Regions from separate parts of the Sus scrofa genome. Here region 2 is linked to region 1. A link is a contact called in public Hi-C data. All regions are on one chromosome and are shown on one strand. Each heading gives the region's core, a stretch centred on a gene start, on an enhancer-like site or on the middle of the called end of the contact. The rest is flanking DNA. Distances are from core to core; before and after follow the strand shown.

Region 1 (7,833 bases), core at 2,638-5,137:
ACTGACCAAACACAGGCAATGTTCCAGGCTTTCCCTCAGTGTTTCTTCTCCAGCTAATGGATCTGGAATCTCAGAATTGGATAATTTCTCCCTAGATGAGGAAGCTGAACCTCTAATCCTGGAAAAATGTGTTTTCCAGAAACATCCTGAAAACACGAAAAGTTAAGCTTGCTTGATATTAGCTGTCTCTTTTATTGCAGAAGTCACTATTTGTTTAGGCTTCACAAATTTATGTTCTTATACTCTTACTGTTCTTTTCTCCCTCACCCCCTCACCACTGCCCTCCTACCCATTTTTCTTTTATAATTTTTAACAGTCATTTCTGTTGCTGTAGTTTAGCCATCTGCCTTGCGAGTTGGGAGAAGCTGTATTTTGTTTATTTGGTGCATATTTCCTGACTGTTATCTGAAAGCTAAGTACTGGGACAGTTGTAGAGGGCAAGCAGTTAGCATGTAGGTAAGCATATGGGCTTTAGAGACTGGGTTCAGGTGCCAGATTTGCCACTTAACTAGCTGCTTGACCTCAAGTAAATTACCTCAAACTCCCAAGTGTCAGTTAAGCCCTCTGGGTCTCAGTTTCCCCATCTGCTAGAAAAGGACAGCGACGTATTTACCTCTTAGGGCTGTTGTTAGGATTAGAGTTAATAGATGTAAATGCTTAATAAAGCTTGTCTGTCACCTGACAAGTCTCATTATATTAGCTATTATTGTTATTATTACCGTTATGGAAATGAATGAGGGGGACTATCCCCTTAAAGAGATGAAAGAGTAGATGGTACCAGCTGCAAATGCTCACACAAAGTACAACCAGTAAATGTCACAGGAAAGAACTCAGCATTGTGTAGTAGAAAAATATGAGACACGTATGTAGTCTTAAATATTGTAATAGCCATAGTAAAAAAAAAAAAGTGAAAGGAACAGTGGAATTATTTTTAGTAATACATTTTATTTACCCCAGTATGTCCAAAATATGATCATTTCAACACATCACCAGTATTGAAAATTATTAATGAGATAGTTTACATTCCTTTTTTCCTACTAAGTCTTCAGTTCCAGTATGTATTTCATTACAAATCATCTCAACTGGAATGTGGAATGTTCATTGGAAATATGTCATCTTTATTTAGATTTCATAAAATTTACAGTTGAAAAAAATGGACTTACATACCAAAGTTGTTCTAAACCTGTGAAGTTTTGTAATAATGGAGTCTTAAGCATCAGTTTTAAAATTTACATTTACATTAATTAAAATGAAATAAACATTCAGTTTCTCAGTCACATTAGCCATATTTTAATTGCTCAGTAGCTACATGCATTCAGTGTGTACTGTTAAAGGCCAGCACAGATTTAGATCAAGTGTGAACTGAACTCATAGGTGAGAAGGAATATTTTGAGCTGGCAGAGTCAAGAAGGCTTCATGATGGAAGTGCATTTTTATTTATTTACTTATTTGGCCATGGCATGCAGCGGCTTGACGTGGGGTCTCAGTTCCCAGACCAGGAATTGAACCCTGGCTGTGGTGATGCAAGTGCCAAATCCTAACCTCTAGACAGCCAGGGAACTCCCAGGAAGTGCATTTAAGTTGGAATGTGAACAGATAGGATTGGCGTGCTTGGAGATAGAGAGGTGTAAGAAATACTGTGGGCAAATCCATGGAAGTAGGAGAACATGAATATATATGATAACCTTAAAGAAGAAAGAATAATAAGGGATCTGGTCAGGGCCACTTAGGAGCCGCCAGAGTCAAGAATTTAGGTTTTTATTAGACATTCGGGACCCACGGAAGGTCTTTGAACAAGGGAGTGACACGATCCATTCCTGGGAGCAGTGTTCAGGTGGGGTGGAAAAGGGAGACACTGGGAACTGAAACCTGTTCAGAGGCCGTTGCAGGATCCCACAGTTGGTGTACAGAGGGCCTGGGTGCTGGGAGCAGAGAAGCGGGAAGGACGTGGAGGAGAAGCAGCGGATAGATCCAGCATGGATGGCCGAGGAGATTGAAAAATTTGGAAGCTGAGAGGGTCTGTGGTGCCATCCACAGAAAGGAATGAGAAGCTCCGCATTCCTTGGTTCTGTTCTGTGGAGGGGGTGGGGCACAGGCGAGACAGCTGTTAAGTGGGACTCTGGGTCCTTGCCAGGACTGTGAGGTTGAGGAGGAAGGCTTGGCTTTGTGTGTGACCTGCCGCAACAGCCTCCTCAGTAATAGAGAGGCTGCTGTTCTCTGAGGCTCTTGTTCCTAATTGTTTCATTTCAGGCTAGATGCTGGGTTGATGGAATTTCTCCTACGGGTGGGGGAGGGAGGGTGTTGGAGAAATGAAGAGGAATCTTGAATTCGGTCCTTTGTACTTTCCAAAACACAAATACACACACCCACACACTGTTGCGTGTTAGAGAGAATATGCACCCCAAATGCATCATTGTGCAAGGACTTGGCACTCCAGGGGTCTGCCCCTTCCTGTCCTCTGCAGCTCTAAGGGTTTTTCCTCTTCAACTCAGAACAAGGGTTGTGCTGTTAATGAGTTTGGGCCCAGGGGGACTTTTTCAGTGAGGAATTGTCCATTCTTTCTTGTAATCTGGGTGCTTTCATGAACCATCTCAGTCAAATGTTGGGATTTGTGGGTACCACTGGCCCCAAACCAGGGGAACCATTCGTTGGGGCCAGAACTGCGTTGGCACTACCTTTGAGAAATTTGAACTCTTCATCCTCTCCTTCTGTAAGGCCCCTTATTCTGCTTTTTGGGCTCTGCTTAGTCAAAGGATCACGTTCTTGCTGGGGTGACTCTGCCAACTTGAGTTTTTGGCTGTGTTTATAGTTCCTCCTTCTGGAAGACATGAATCAGATTTTCCTAAACTCTTTGGATCCTACTCCCATTCCTCCAGGAGTTGGCTTCCTGTTTTGTAGTTCTTAAATGGGCTCTCTCCTGGGGTGGAGGTGGTGACTTTTATCCCACGGTGATTTTATCCACTGTATTAATTGGAGTAAGGCTAGCTGCAGTAACCCATCTCAAAGTTTTGGTGACTTGGTGCCGTGGAGCCTTATTTCTTGTTCACGTAGCAGTGAGTGTTCCTGGTTGGTGGGTAACTTTCTTCCACTAGATAGATGGGTGATTCAGGGATCCAGGCACTTTCCACCCTACAATGCCACTGCTCCAGCAGGCAGAAGGGAAGGCGTACGCAGGAGACACGTCTGTCTTCGCCCTGACTCAGACATCACTTTCCACCCACATTTTAGGGCTGAGAGCTGGTCACGTGACCCCACCTAGATGCAAGGGGGGGCTGAGAAACGAAGTTCTGGAGGGGCAACCAACCACTTTTCAGTGACTGTACACTGAGGAAAGGGCATGAATCTTTGGGCAGCTATCTGTTTTCCCACATACCTTGGTTTGGTTTCATTTAAGAGAGAAGAAAATGCCAGAGAAGGGGAGTAACCTTAGTATTTGGGGTCCGGTAGCTCTCGTCTCCTATTCCCAGTCTAACTTCTGGGACTTCCTGTGAACACATAGCCTTTTACTCTTTCGGTTTCATTTTTGTTGAGTGCCTGGTGTGTCTGAGGCACTGTGCCGGGGAGGGGAAAGATCTCACCTCAGGGCCCATATAACTTCGGGCCAGCTTATTTTGGCACCCAGCCATCTGCCTGGCTTGCCCCGTTCCATCTGCATGTGGCCATGTTGCTCATTCTTCTTAAAACCCATGTCACCACCCCTTCTTGAACTTTTATTCTCCTTCTGGAACTTGCAGGATAAAGTTCAAGCCTCTTAGTGTGATGTTTGAGGTCCTTGACCATTGTCTTCAGCCTGCCTTCCCAAGGATCTTTGCTGCCACTCCCTTCAACTTCCTGTCCCAGCAGTCAGGCTAGTTGCATGCTGTCCTGCCACAAACCTCTTGCTTCTGGGCCTTCTTGAACTTGTCCTCCTCCCTGGATTGCCTTCCTGCTTCTCCTCCCCTGTCTGTGCTGGCCCAGGTCAAACCTCTGAGCTTGGCCTGATGGATTCCAGGCAGATCTGAGGTTGAAACTGGCAGATACCATTCTGCATATGTAGCATAATTTATGTGGCTTTTTATTAGGGCTAATGTTTTACTGATATCTGTCTTATTTTGCTTGCTGGATTGTTCATTTGTGCCTTGGGGACTGGGCTGGGGTTTGGACTTTATCCTAAGATGATGGGAGGTCATTGCAGGGTTTTAAGCAGGATGCTAACATGATATAAATGTACACACATTTTGAAAAGCTCACTGTGTGTGAAGAGTGGATTGCAGGGGCAGTGGTCCAGGTAGCGATGAGGAAGCCTTGGACTGGGGCATGTTAGAGATGGAGAGAAATGGACAGTTTTAGAGAAGCCAACAGCTGTGTTTCTTTGTGCCTTTTCCTAGTATGCTCCAGCTTTGGCTTACTTTAGACCTTCTGCTGCTCTCTGGGGACAATGGTCCTGGGCTTTGCCAGCTTCATGGCCGGGGGGAAAGAGTGGGAGGCCCAGGCTTGTCTGGCCTCTGCTTTATCCTGTTATGTGGAGGTGACAGCTTTGGTCAGCGATGTCTTTCTGGCATGTTGACCACTTAGGTCATGTCTAGACATTCTTGCCCCAGCCCTCATCTTGTTCCCAAACCAAACACGTCCACCTGCTGTTAATTCCACTTCTCTTCTCCTGCCTTTGCTGAGGGGCAACTCTAGGTAGACCTTTGTGGGGCCCTGTAGGCTTCCCCAGTAGGCTTCCCCACCTTGCCTGCAGTTCCTTCTTTGCCAGCCCCTTGCCTCATCGTCACTGTGGTCTGTCAGGTGGGTGAGCCCCAGGACAGGGGAACCTTCTGGTCGGTCAAGCGTGTCCCCTCTGTGTCTTCCCTGTTGGGCACTCTGATTTTTAGCACAAGGATTGTTTTTGTTAACTTAGTTTTCCAAGCCTCTTAGACACTTTCCACCACCCAGGAAGAAGGGATTAATATTATCTTTTCTGTTGCGTGTACGAGGCACTCTCAGGTTGTGGTGAGTTGTTTTAAACATTCACTTACTGTTCTCACAATAGTCCTAGGATAAGGGTGGGAACCCATTCCCCCATTTTGGCATTTTTTGTTTTTCTCTCTCTCTCTTTTTTTTCAGTCTTGCACTCAGTAATTACTGGGTTAATATACAGTTAATAAATGATGCTGGTGGCCATTTCTTTCTGTGTCCTTAGTGCTGTCTGGTCAGTGTTCCTGTGTGTTTTGGGGATAGAACATTTGCCTGCTATTGCATTCAGCAGTGTGAAATGACCCATTGTAGGAGTGAGGGGCTGAGGCTGGGAGTGACCACATAGGGGCAAGGGGGCCTGTTGCAGACCACATAGCTGGCCTGCCAGAGGGGGTGTGGCCTGCAGCTCCCAGAGCTCCTTCTTCCTGTCTTCATGGTTCTTTCTGCTGGCCCTTCCAGCACCTCTCTGGATTGTGGTCTTGTGACTGGTATGAGGTTGTGATTGTGGCTGCCTCGGGGAAGGGAACAGTTCTTACCCACAGGGCAGGAGTGGGATATGGGAGCCTTTTTTCCTCATACATCATGTCACTTAAAATTAAAATGCCTTGGGGTCAGCCAGTGGCCCCATTCTCTATCCTAAGCATTCCTGACCCTGCCAGGTCCTTTGGCTCAGGGAAGACCTATGAACAGTAAAAGGAGCAGTGGCTCTGGTCTCAGACAGACCAGATTCTGGCCCGGCTGTTGACCTGCTAGTTACTTAAAGATTCTGTCTTTGAACCTCAGTTTTTTCATTTGCTCTTGGTCTTATCCTGCAGAGTCACTACGAGAATGAGAGATGGTGTGTTTTATGGAGGCAGCGTGGTATAAAGACTTCAGAGTCGAGGCTCTGGAGCTGACTGCCCAGTTTCAAATCCTGCCTCTGCTACTTATTAGCTGTGTGACTTTGGACAAGTTAGTTAACTCTCTGTGCCTCACTGGCTATTTCCAGAGGTTATCATACAGATGAGGACTCCACACCCTCTCTAGGACTGGGAACCTCTTACTTTCTTTACCCTAATCCCATTCCATACAGAGGCAAGGGATTGTCAGCTGTGAAGGACCTGGATTTGAACATGATGTTTTATTTTGCTAAAGCCTTCTGGCTTGGAGGAAGCGTTTCCCTTCGTTCCCTAACAGGAAGGGACAGGGTCTGCGTGGGAGAGATTGGTGACACTGCCTTGGAGGGGGACACAAACAGGAAATTCAGAAATAGGCTGATACCTAGAGAGACTCAAGTTAGAGAACTATTGGCACATAAAACAGAAATCCAGCCTTTTCAGAAAAATAGCAGATGCCTAAATGTCAGTGGCAAGGAAGGGAGAAGGCTATTGGTTTGTTTTTTTTGAGTAAGATCTCAGTGAGGAAAGAGCAGTTTTGATCTGTTTCTCTAACTTGCTTTGTTCTCCAGATGAAGAAACTGAGGCTAAAGGGAAAAGCCCGTTTAGCCCTTCATTAATTAGGGTCTTCTGCAGTGCGCTCTAATTTTTTTTTTTTTTTTTTTTTTTAATGCTGAGCTTGCCTTTTCAGCTAGACTGTCAGTCTCTTGAAGGCAGGTGTCTGGCTTTTGCCAGCCTTTGTAGTTCTGCTGGGCTGAGCATGAGTTGGCCTGAGACTGATCAAGGTCCAGTTCTTTGTCCTTTTTGTCTTCCAGAGTGAGTACATTGCTCCATGTGATTGTCGGCGGGCCTTCGTCTCTGGATTCGATGGCTCTGCAGGTGAGTCGCTAAATTCCCTCTTTGTTCTTTGGTACTTTTGTTCACCTCCCCCAAAATAACTGGACCTAGTTTCAGCCTGTGATATAAAACCCCAAAGAAGATGCAAACCAGAGCGTCTGCAGAGGGAACATGGTCCTGGCACCCCCAGCTCCTAAGCTTATGTTTTCATGACCCTTTTCTCTGTGCCTTTGCTTTTCTAGTCTTAAAACAATTTATTTAAAAAATATTTTTGAACTTTTATTAAATATAACATGTGTAAAGAAAAATGTTATCAATTAACCTGAATAGCCCATTTAACTAGCACTCCAAATAACAAATGGGACACCTTGGAGTTCCCATCATGGCTCAGCAGTTAACGAATCTGACTAGCATTCATGAGGACACAGGTTTGATCCCTGGCCTTGCTCAGTGGGCTAAGGATCTGATGTTGCCGTGAGCTGTGGTGTAGGTTGCAGACACAGCTCGGATCCTGTGTTGCTGTGGCTGTGGCGTAGGCTGGCAGCTACAGCTCCTGTTTGACCCCTAGCCTGGAAACCTCCTTATGCTGTGGGTGCAGCCCTAAAAAGCAAAAAAAAGAAATGGAACACCATAGCACTTTTGAAATCCCCTCCTTAGCTTATTGGTCCTGTGTAATTCTCTAAGTGCTTGACTTTTGATTTTTCTGTTTTCACTTTCAGCTTAAATAATAAAGATTAATGTTGAGCTATATTGGTGCTCTGTACTAACTTTCCCAAAATTGTTGTGCCCTTGAGTTTTAAGGTGGGTTTTCCCCTTCAGACTCCCATCCCTTAAGCTGCTAGACTTGGTGGGAGCCCCTCTCCTCGCAGTTAGTGTACTGTTTTCTTTGATGTGTTCTTGGCACATTAGGACATGTTTTAGCTGACACCTCCGTTGAAAGCCCTGAGTTCTGCCGGGCTTGTGAGAATGAGACAGGTGGAGGTGGGAGGCATAAAGTCCCTACTGGTGACCACTGAGTCACCATGAATACTCACCGGGTCCGGTGGTCTCTCCTTTGGGGTATCTGGTGGAGCAGATGGCTGTGATCACTGAGCAGGAACTGTTTCCACCTCTGTCTTGTTGACTATGAGGCCCTTGTGGCCATAGTCTGTAGACCTCTGTTCTGCTGGCCTTGACTCCTGCT
Region 2 (7,833 bases), core at 1,816-4,315, 160 kb before region 1:
GTTGTTATAAGCAGTAACATGGGAAAAAATGTTGAACAAAAGAAGCCAAATACAAAAGAACAGATATTGCATGATCACATTTATACAAAACTCAGATGCAGGTAGTGTTAACCTGTGGCCTGTCAGGATTGTGGCTACCTTGCAGGGCCGGAGTGATACCTGAGGAGATACATTAGGGTGTTCCTAGTGTCCCATTTCCTTTTTTTTTTTTTGCCATTTCTTGGGCCACTCCCATGGCATATGGAGGTTTCCAGGCTAGGGGTCGAATCGGAGCTGTAGCCACCGACTACACCACAGCCACAGCAATGCGGGATCCAAGCCGCGTCTGTAAACTGCACCACAGCTCACAGCAACACTGGATCCTTAACCCACTTGATCCTTAACCCACTGGATCCTTAATCCTTTAATCAAGGCCAGGGATTGAACCCGCAACCTCATGGTTCCTAGTCGGATTCGTTAACCACTGAGCCACGATGGGAACTCCTGTCCCATTTCTTGATCTAGGTTTGCTTTTGCATATTCACCAAGCTATACCTTATGATTTGTGCACTTTTCTGTGTTATGTTAAACTTACATTTAAAGGTTTGAAAAAAATTAAAACAATTTAAAAGAAAGAAAAGCCTCCTCTCTGTAGCAAAAAAAGCATATACAAATATTGAATCATTATGTTATATACCTAAAACTAACATACTGTTGTATGTCAGTTATACCTCAACTATATATATATATATATATATATATATGTATTTTAATCTTTCTTTAGCCAGTCCATTTGTCATGGTAGCTCTCCATGCAAATGGATATTCTTTATTCCTCTACAAGCACCTAGATTTCATCTGTGTATTACAGCAATTATGTGCACTATAAGAAGTTTACTCTATGTGAAGTATAAGTACCAATCTGCTTCACTCCTTATGAAAATACTTCTGAATACTCTCTCATTCTATGTTCCCAAAGGAAGGCTTAACTCCAGTCAATTCTCTAAGACTTCCTCAAGACCAATCAGCAGTATCACAAAAGACAATCCTTTTCTAGACTGTGCTATACCAATAAAAGAGTGTCACTGAATAAGTCAATCCATGAGCCCCTGTCCACTACCTACACTGTCAGGAGGCCACTGGCATTACCTGTCTATTTGGCTGTATTCTGTGGCTCTGCTGGAGCCATCTGGAACACTGTGGCTTCATCCTTCTAAATAAAAAAGTTGGCTTACCTTCTTTTCACCAACGGTGGGTGTCTGGAAGTAACAGCCTTTAATATAATGATAGAGGCAACTGCATTTTGTCCTAGCTGAGCATTCCTGCTCCATATATGTCAACTATGGCTGAAGGGACCTTAAAGGTCATCTAGTCCTATTCTCCCTTTTCACCGGTGAGAATTTAGGTCCATAAGACCACTACCTAAGGTCACAGAATACTTATTACCTGACTTCAGGCCAGTACTCTTTCCACTTTTACAAAATTGGAATCCTCTCTCCCATGGAACTTGTAGCCTGTCATTCTGCTGAATCATCAATGAAACACTCCACCTCAACCAAGATGAGATCTAAAAAGTATTTCCAAGCTATATGTCCAATGTCAAGAAATGAATTTGCACTAAGGAGAGCAACTTACCAGTGTATTAGGATTAAACAGACATTAGAGTATAAAATCCCAAAGAAGGAAGGAGCTTGGGATAATCAGTATTGTTCCAGTGGCAATCAAAGATTTTTAAGACGGTAAGATCAAAGAATAATATCCTGAGGTTGTTCTAAAGCTCTGAGAGAGAATAAAATGATGGAATGGTTAGAAAACAGAATCAGTATTTGATTCGTTATACAAGAATTGTGTGGTTAATACAAGAAATAGAACTGCCTCTGTTACAGCACTAAAACTTCCAAATGTTCTTGAGACCTTCTTTAAAACATTCACTCAGAGGAGGTTCCCCCCGTCATTCAGTTTTTGTATCACACATATCTCATTTTTAATTAATTCTCTGCCTCTAAGCTATTATTTAACCATTGTTCACATTCTAATTTGGGCATATATCCAGCCTCTTGCTCCATGAAACATTAGAATAAACTTTAGTGTATTAGGAAATAAGAAAAATGAATAGGAGGGAAAGCAAATACATTTTCACATGAAGTACAGGATACAGCTGTGATCTGTCAAGCTTACGGGACTATCTCCTAAGCTAACAGCAAAGTTAAAGGACACTGCTTAGCTGAACAGGAAGTAGCAATCTAAAAAGTATAAATGTTCCCATGCTTCAATTCTGTTCCCTTCACTTCACATATCCAACACACACGATTTAACCAGGCCCATGTTGAACACACCCATTCAAATGGCCGTGATGAAGTGTCAGTAAGTCTATGGCTGACAAGTATTTTGAGAGTCCATAAAAATAACCTTTAATCGTAATGTCCCCCCCAAAAAAACCCATGTTAGTTATACTCTTCTGAGGAAAGAGGTTGTAGTAAAAATGACAAAACCAGCCTTGTCTTAAGAAATTCATACTTGTACGAATGATCTTTAGTCTCCCATTTGTGAAAGCTGTTTCCATGGTATCAAAATATAACTAAAAAATAGAATTTCCTTTTATATCCTTTGCAGGATACTATGTGAGCTCACAAACAAGGCTCCTAACCCAGGCCAGGGCAAAAGAGGTAGAAAGGGAACATTTTATAATAGAGATAACATGCGATTACAATAATTTATGAGACATAAATTGTAAGTATTTGATTTACAAATTATAATTCGAAAGAGTATGTATTAGCCAAACAAAGTAGCAGAGAGAGAATCTTCTAGGCACCAGCAGCAATGTGAGCAAAAGCAAACCAGTGTTATCTGGAACCAATGATAATGCAACAGTACCATAGCAGATCCTTCCTATAGCCCCACTTTAGAAGGGGTTTGTGATACTGCAAAGTCAGTTAGCTGAGTACTTAGATGCTAATCAGAGGTGTTCAGGTGAATCAACAGGAGATCATATTCCAAATGGTAGTTCTGCATATATAAATAAGAGAGGCTCAAAACAAAGGAAATAGTGATGTGCTCAGATGGGTGTGTTTAGAGAAGGGAGGAAGTGGTAAGCATTTTAACCAAGAAAACACTATAGAATTACTTTCAAAAGAACACCTCTTTTAACTGCTTCATTTCCCCAGCTTACCTTTTGAATCAATAGGAGAAGAGTGCACTAGTATTGCCCCAGTGCACAAAGTGTTACACCATGGGTCTGACCCACAAACACAGAGCTCACTCTCAAATACAAAGCCACTATCTTGTCAATTAGATGGTACACATTCGAAATAAAAAGATCAGCTACATGGCAAAAGCAATAAAAGAACACGTGGAATAGGGAGAAAGAGCTCTTCCTGAGATTTTGCTCTCTGCCACAGCAGGCGCTGCAACTTATGAACACAGTTGGGAAATTTCCTTTTCACAGGAAAAGGATGACTTCTTAGATCACATTAAGGTAGAAATGACAGAAACTGTATCAAGCAGAAAAAAAGGTGTTTCCTGAAGGAAGGAAACAGAGCATTGCCTTTATTAAACACACACACACATACTCATATACACACACACTCACACAGACAGGAAAAGCAAAACACATGAATACAGCAAGCAGAAAAAATCTTTTTCAAGAGATAAAGAAGAAAACAACTAAATAAAGGAAATGTTTCATGGTAGGCGTTAGCCTCAGTGGGATAATCTTTTTGTCCCAGTGGGTTATCTAAAGTGCAAATACACTTAAGGGGAATAAGAACATATTGGCACTTTATAGTCACACAGGGATCTTTATTTATATTTTTAAAAATAAATATCTAGTTTCAGTTTTTCTTCTACACACACATACAAAATGTATCCGTGTTTCATCACTAGCTTATCACTAGTTCTTATGGTTCAGATTATTTCAAAGAATTGATGTTTGAATGGTTTATTCTTTGAATAAATTACACTAATTCTTAATAAGCGTATTCTTTTACTCAACAAAATATTCTGAGTGCCACTTCTGCATCAGATACCATTTTAATGTTTGAGACACAGTAGAGTACAAGGTACGTGCCCTCCTCAAACTTACATTATTCACAATTGTGAAAGATATGTTTTAAAAATTTCTTTGCCTAGTTTTGATGCACTAAATAGAGCAGTGACTTTAAAACTTTATTGCAAAACAGAATCACATGAGTTTTTAAAAAGATCTCAATACCCAGGCTGCATTCTGTATATACCATCTACACCAGAATCTTGGAAGGTGAGACCCAAACATCAGAATTTTTTAAGCTTCCTAGATGACTTCAGAGAATAGTCATATTTGAGTACTAGTGAATTAGTGCATTGGTTCTCAACTTTGGGTCTTTGAAGAAATGAAGATAAACAATCTCTGGGAAAAAATTCCTCTATATTCTTCTCCCAATCCTACCAACCCAAAGTAAGAAGATTCATTGTGGGTACAGGGCAGTTTTCTCAGTGGGAAGGTGAGATCTACTTGCTATATACATCAGCAACTCCTCCTCACCCAGGCCAAAATATAATCCCTGCAGGGTGGCTAGCAAGCCTGTCATTTTTGCCTCCTGCTAGGATATCTGTGTTCATCTGAGAGAAACAAAGTGGGGACAGAAGAGTCATCCTGGATATGCTGACACACATTAAGCATGTAAGAGTGATTCTATAATACAATTAATCATAGCATTAAGAATTTAATTGTTTAAAAATTTTGCTTATTATTATTATTTTTTAATCTTAGTTATCAAAAAGTCACACTTGGGTTCAAACTAGCAAGAAGGGGTTAGGCACCACTAACTTAAGTATATGTTTGGGAAAAATAAAATAATCCAAAATCAAAACATTTTGGTTCTCAATGGGAAGAACAGAGGCAAAATCATTAGGAAATGCCCAAATCCAAAGGTAGCTATTATTAATAATACTGTGGAATTAAAGGACACAAAAGGCAAAAGAACAAAATTAAAGTCCTTTATAAAGCAAAATATAACCCCTTTAATTTTTATATACTTTTTTTTTTTCTTTTTACGCTCATACTTGAGGCATATGGAGGTTCCCAGGCTAGAGGTCAAATTGGAGCTGCAGCTGAGGCCTATGCCACAGCCACAGCCATATCAAATCCAAGCCACATGTGCAACTTACACCATAGTTTGCAGCAACTCAGGATCCTTAACCCACCAAGCAAGGTCAAGGATCGAACCTGCATCCTTATGGAGACTAACGTTGACTACACTGGGTTCCTAACTCACTGAGCGGCAAAGGGAACTTCTACATAAATTTTCCCCATGAAAGGGCATTCCCTGCATTTAAAATTAAAAGGTGAATTATAAATTTTAGAGTTCCCATTCTAGACCTGCTCCCATTCTAGATCTGCAAAAAATCTTTTAGAGTATGTATTTGATAATATCTTAAAAGTTGTATCTAGAAAGCCTGTCATTACTGAACTTATAAACCCTTGTGCTCTTCCAGTTCACTATATCCAAGAGCCTTCTGCTCATCAGATTGTAGCCAAATCCTTCAGACATGTCATTGATCCCTTCCTGGTTGTTTTCAACTTACATGTGAATCACAAGCATTTCTCAATATTTATACCATGTGTTGTAATATCCACCATACTGAGTTTTTAGTATACATATTTTTTTTTCAAAGTGAATATTCTAAATGCTTAATAGTATGTCCCAAGAAGATACTTTGTAATAGTCCACGATTTTAAAATAACATATTGGAAAAGTAACATCACACATAAACAGAAACCACAAAATTACCAATAGTATGTCCCAAGAAAATACTTTGTAATAGTCCATGATTTTAAAATAACATATTGGAAAAGTAACATCATACATAAACAGAAACCACAAAATTACCATTTCTAAGATGGCAGAAACATTCATTATAGTATATTGCCTGTTAACCAAACAATACATTTAATATCTTTTGATGTATTTATGTACAAAGTTCAACCCATGTTAGAAAAAATACATTACAAGTTTAAGACATCTTTCTCTCATCTATGAGTAGAGAGATAAAAGATTTAGTGGCAAAGAACAAAACCACCTCTTGGTTAAGTAAAAATGCTTTCCTGCATATTTTCAAAGGAAGGAGAATTTTTCAGAGCAAACTATTAGGGAAACTGCAGGCAATTATTTTTGGATATGGAAGTACAATAAAACACGTTCGAGAAAAGTTAGTTATCACATAATAACCAGTTAGAAAAGTGTTGGGTGGGATGGGGTGGTGAAGGGGAGCACTGGGGTTATGAGGGAAGAATATGCAAGTATCAGAGATTTCTTAAGAATCTGTTTCACTGAGTCACTACCATCACCCTACCTCTTATCAACAAAGGCATCAAAAGCTTTTGCAACCAAAGGAACTCTTGAGGAAATCATTGGAAACTGTTAATAACCTAGTGTTTCCTTATAACACTGACCACAGGAATCCAAACAACTTTCTAATAAAGACAAGGGTCTGGAAAAACAGAAGTAATCTAATTATAATTCCATCTTCGCACTAGTATAGCCACGTCAAAATAGTCCCCTTTGGAAGCAGAAGAAAAGCAATTAAAAGAAAGAGTTCTCCATTTGTTCTAGATACATGGTGAGGGTACCTCTGAGGAAGGTGGGCTATAAAGTGACTTCAAGTTTCACTTGGTAGAGGTTGGAGGTACTGGATCTTGGATTTTAAATTGATGTTAGTGGTTTCAAATTCAATGCTTTTGTGAATCTAATCAGTGTTGACTAGATGAAAAATCTGATTTGTCCATTTCCCACTGCCTCTGCTAATTCTTGGTAAGACAAATTAACATCCTAAACCACAATATCATTTTTTACTTCCTATCCCAAATCCTGGAATTATTTTGCAAAAAATTCCATGTCTTCACAAAGAATGAGGAAGGGTATTCTTCTACTTCTAAAACTTATATCTACTATTGTTGTGAAAGGGGCAAAAATCCTCAACTTCAGTTGCAATGTAACCTTCAAAAATAATTTTAATTCCCAATATAAAAGGAAATCAAGACTAATTTTTTAAATTCTCGCTAGTTCTCATTTACACTTTCCTTCCTTTTATAAATATTACTGATGGGACCTGAAATTGATCATTAAAGGAACCAGTTAATTAGAAAACATATAATTCAATCCACAAATAAGAAGTTTGCAAATGCAAAACAGAAGTAACTCTGGTATGCAATTTATTCATGGAACTAATTATTATACATATTTGAGGCTCATTGGAACCCTTTTTGAATTATGTCAGCTCAAGGATTAAGGCTTTCCCTCAAAGCCAAAACCTTGGAATTGAGGGTGGGTGACAGTTAGGCAGCTAGTCATTTCATTAAGAATACTTAGGATTGTGATATGATTTTGGATTAATGTCTGGTGATTTATAGAAATCTGTTTGCAATTCAACGGCCTTCAGGTCATAAACTCATATGCTACCACAGGCACTATAATAGTCTGCATGTTTAGCTAGGCCAAAAGATTTCATAGTGGTTAGCCTGGATTTACAATAAGTGTTCCATTTTACCATTACTGTCTAATTCCATTAAGAAAATTGCTATGATGGGCTTTTATGCCATTTAATAAAATATACTGTGCAAGGAAAGTCTAGATTACAAAAAGGTTATGTAGTTCCTTCTATGTACATAGTGCCTTCTAGTTTATAACACATTTTCATATCTATTTTTTCATTTTATGTTCAAAAGAACTCTGTAAAATTAAATGTTCATCACACTGATGAAAAACTCTCAAACACACAGAGTTAATAAATGGAAGAATTACAACTAGAATCCAAGTCTTCTTATACTTTAGTAACTTAAACTATCAGCCTGTCAGTTTTTTTATGCAGGGCTTTCCTT

The links. Hi-C and Micro-C count contacts between places; a contact is called where the count stands out from the background.
Region 2: a Hi-C map of liver shows a contact between it and region 1, with 2.9 times the contacts expected there. The contact joins two enhancer-like sites. A contact is called at or near these places in 3 of 47 Hi-C or Micro-C datasets (embryonic fibroblasts, liver and skeletal muscle) and 2 of 2 datasets of contacts at active chromatin or transcription factors (alveolar macrophages and skeletal muscle).

What each region holds. Positions count from the first base shown.
Region 1 is chr14:120,342,360-120,350,192 of Sscrofa11.1, reverse strand. XPNPEP1 (xaa-Pro aminopeptidase 1) reads left to right here. Exons shown (of 21, transcript XM_003133180.6): 4 at 6,629-6,692. Among named protein-coding and RNA genes, the nearest start is that of XPNPEP1, 22 kb to the left of the region's middle. Within about 2 kb of position 3,887, at least 40 of the 83 cell types and tissues checked have an H3K27ac peak or open chromatin away from gene starts, as enhancers often do. A contact at or near this core is called in alveolar macrophages and liver, where this site is marked.
Region 2 is chr14:120,506,278-120,514,110 of Sscrofa11.1, reverse strand. The region is part of intron 1 of ADD3 (gamma-adducin); the gene reads right to left. Among named protein-coding and RNA genes, the nearest start is that of ADD3, 59 kb to the right of the region's middle. Within about 2 kb of position 3,065, at least 15 of the 83 cell types and tissues checked have an H3K27ac peak or open chromatin away from gene starts, as enhancers often do. A contact at or near this core is called in alveolar macrophages and liver, where this site is marked.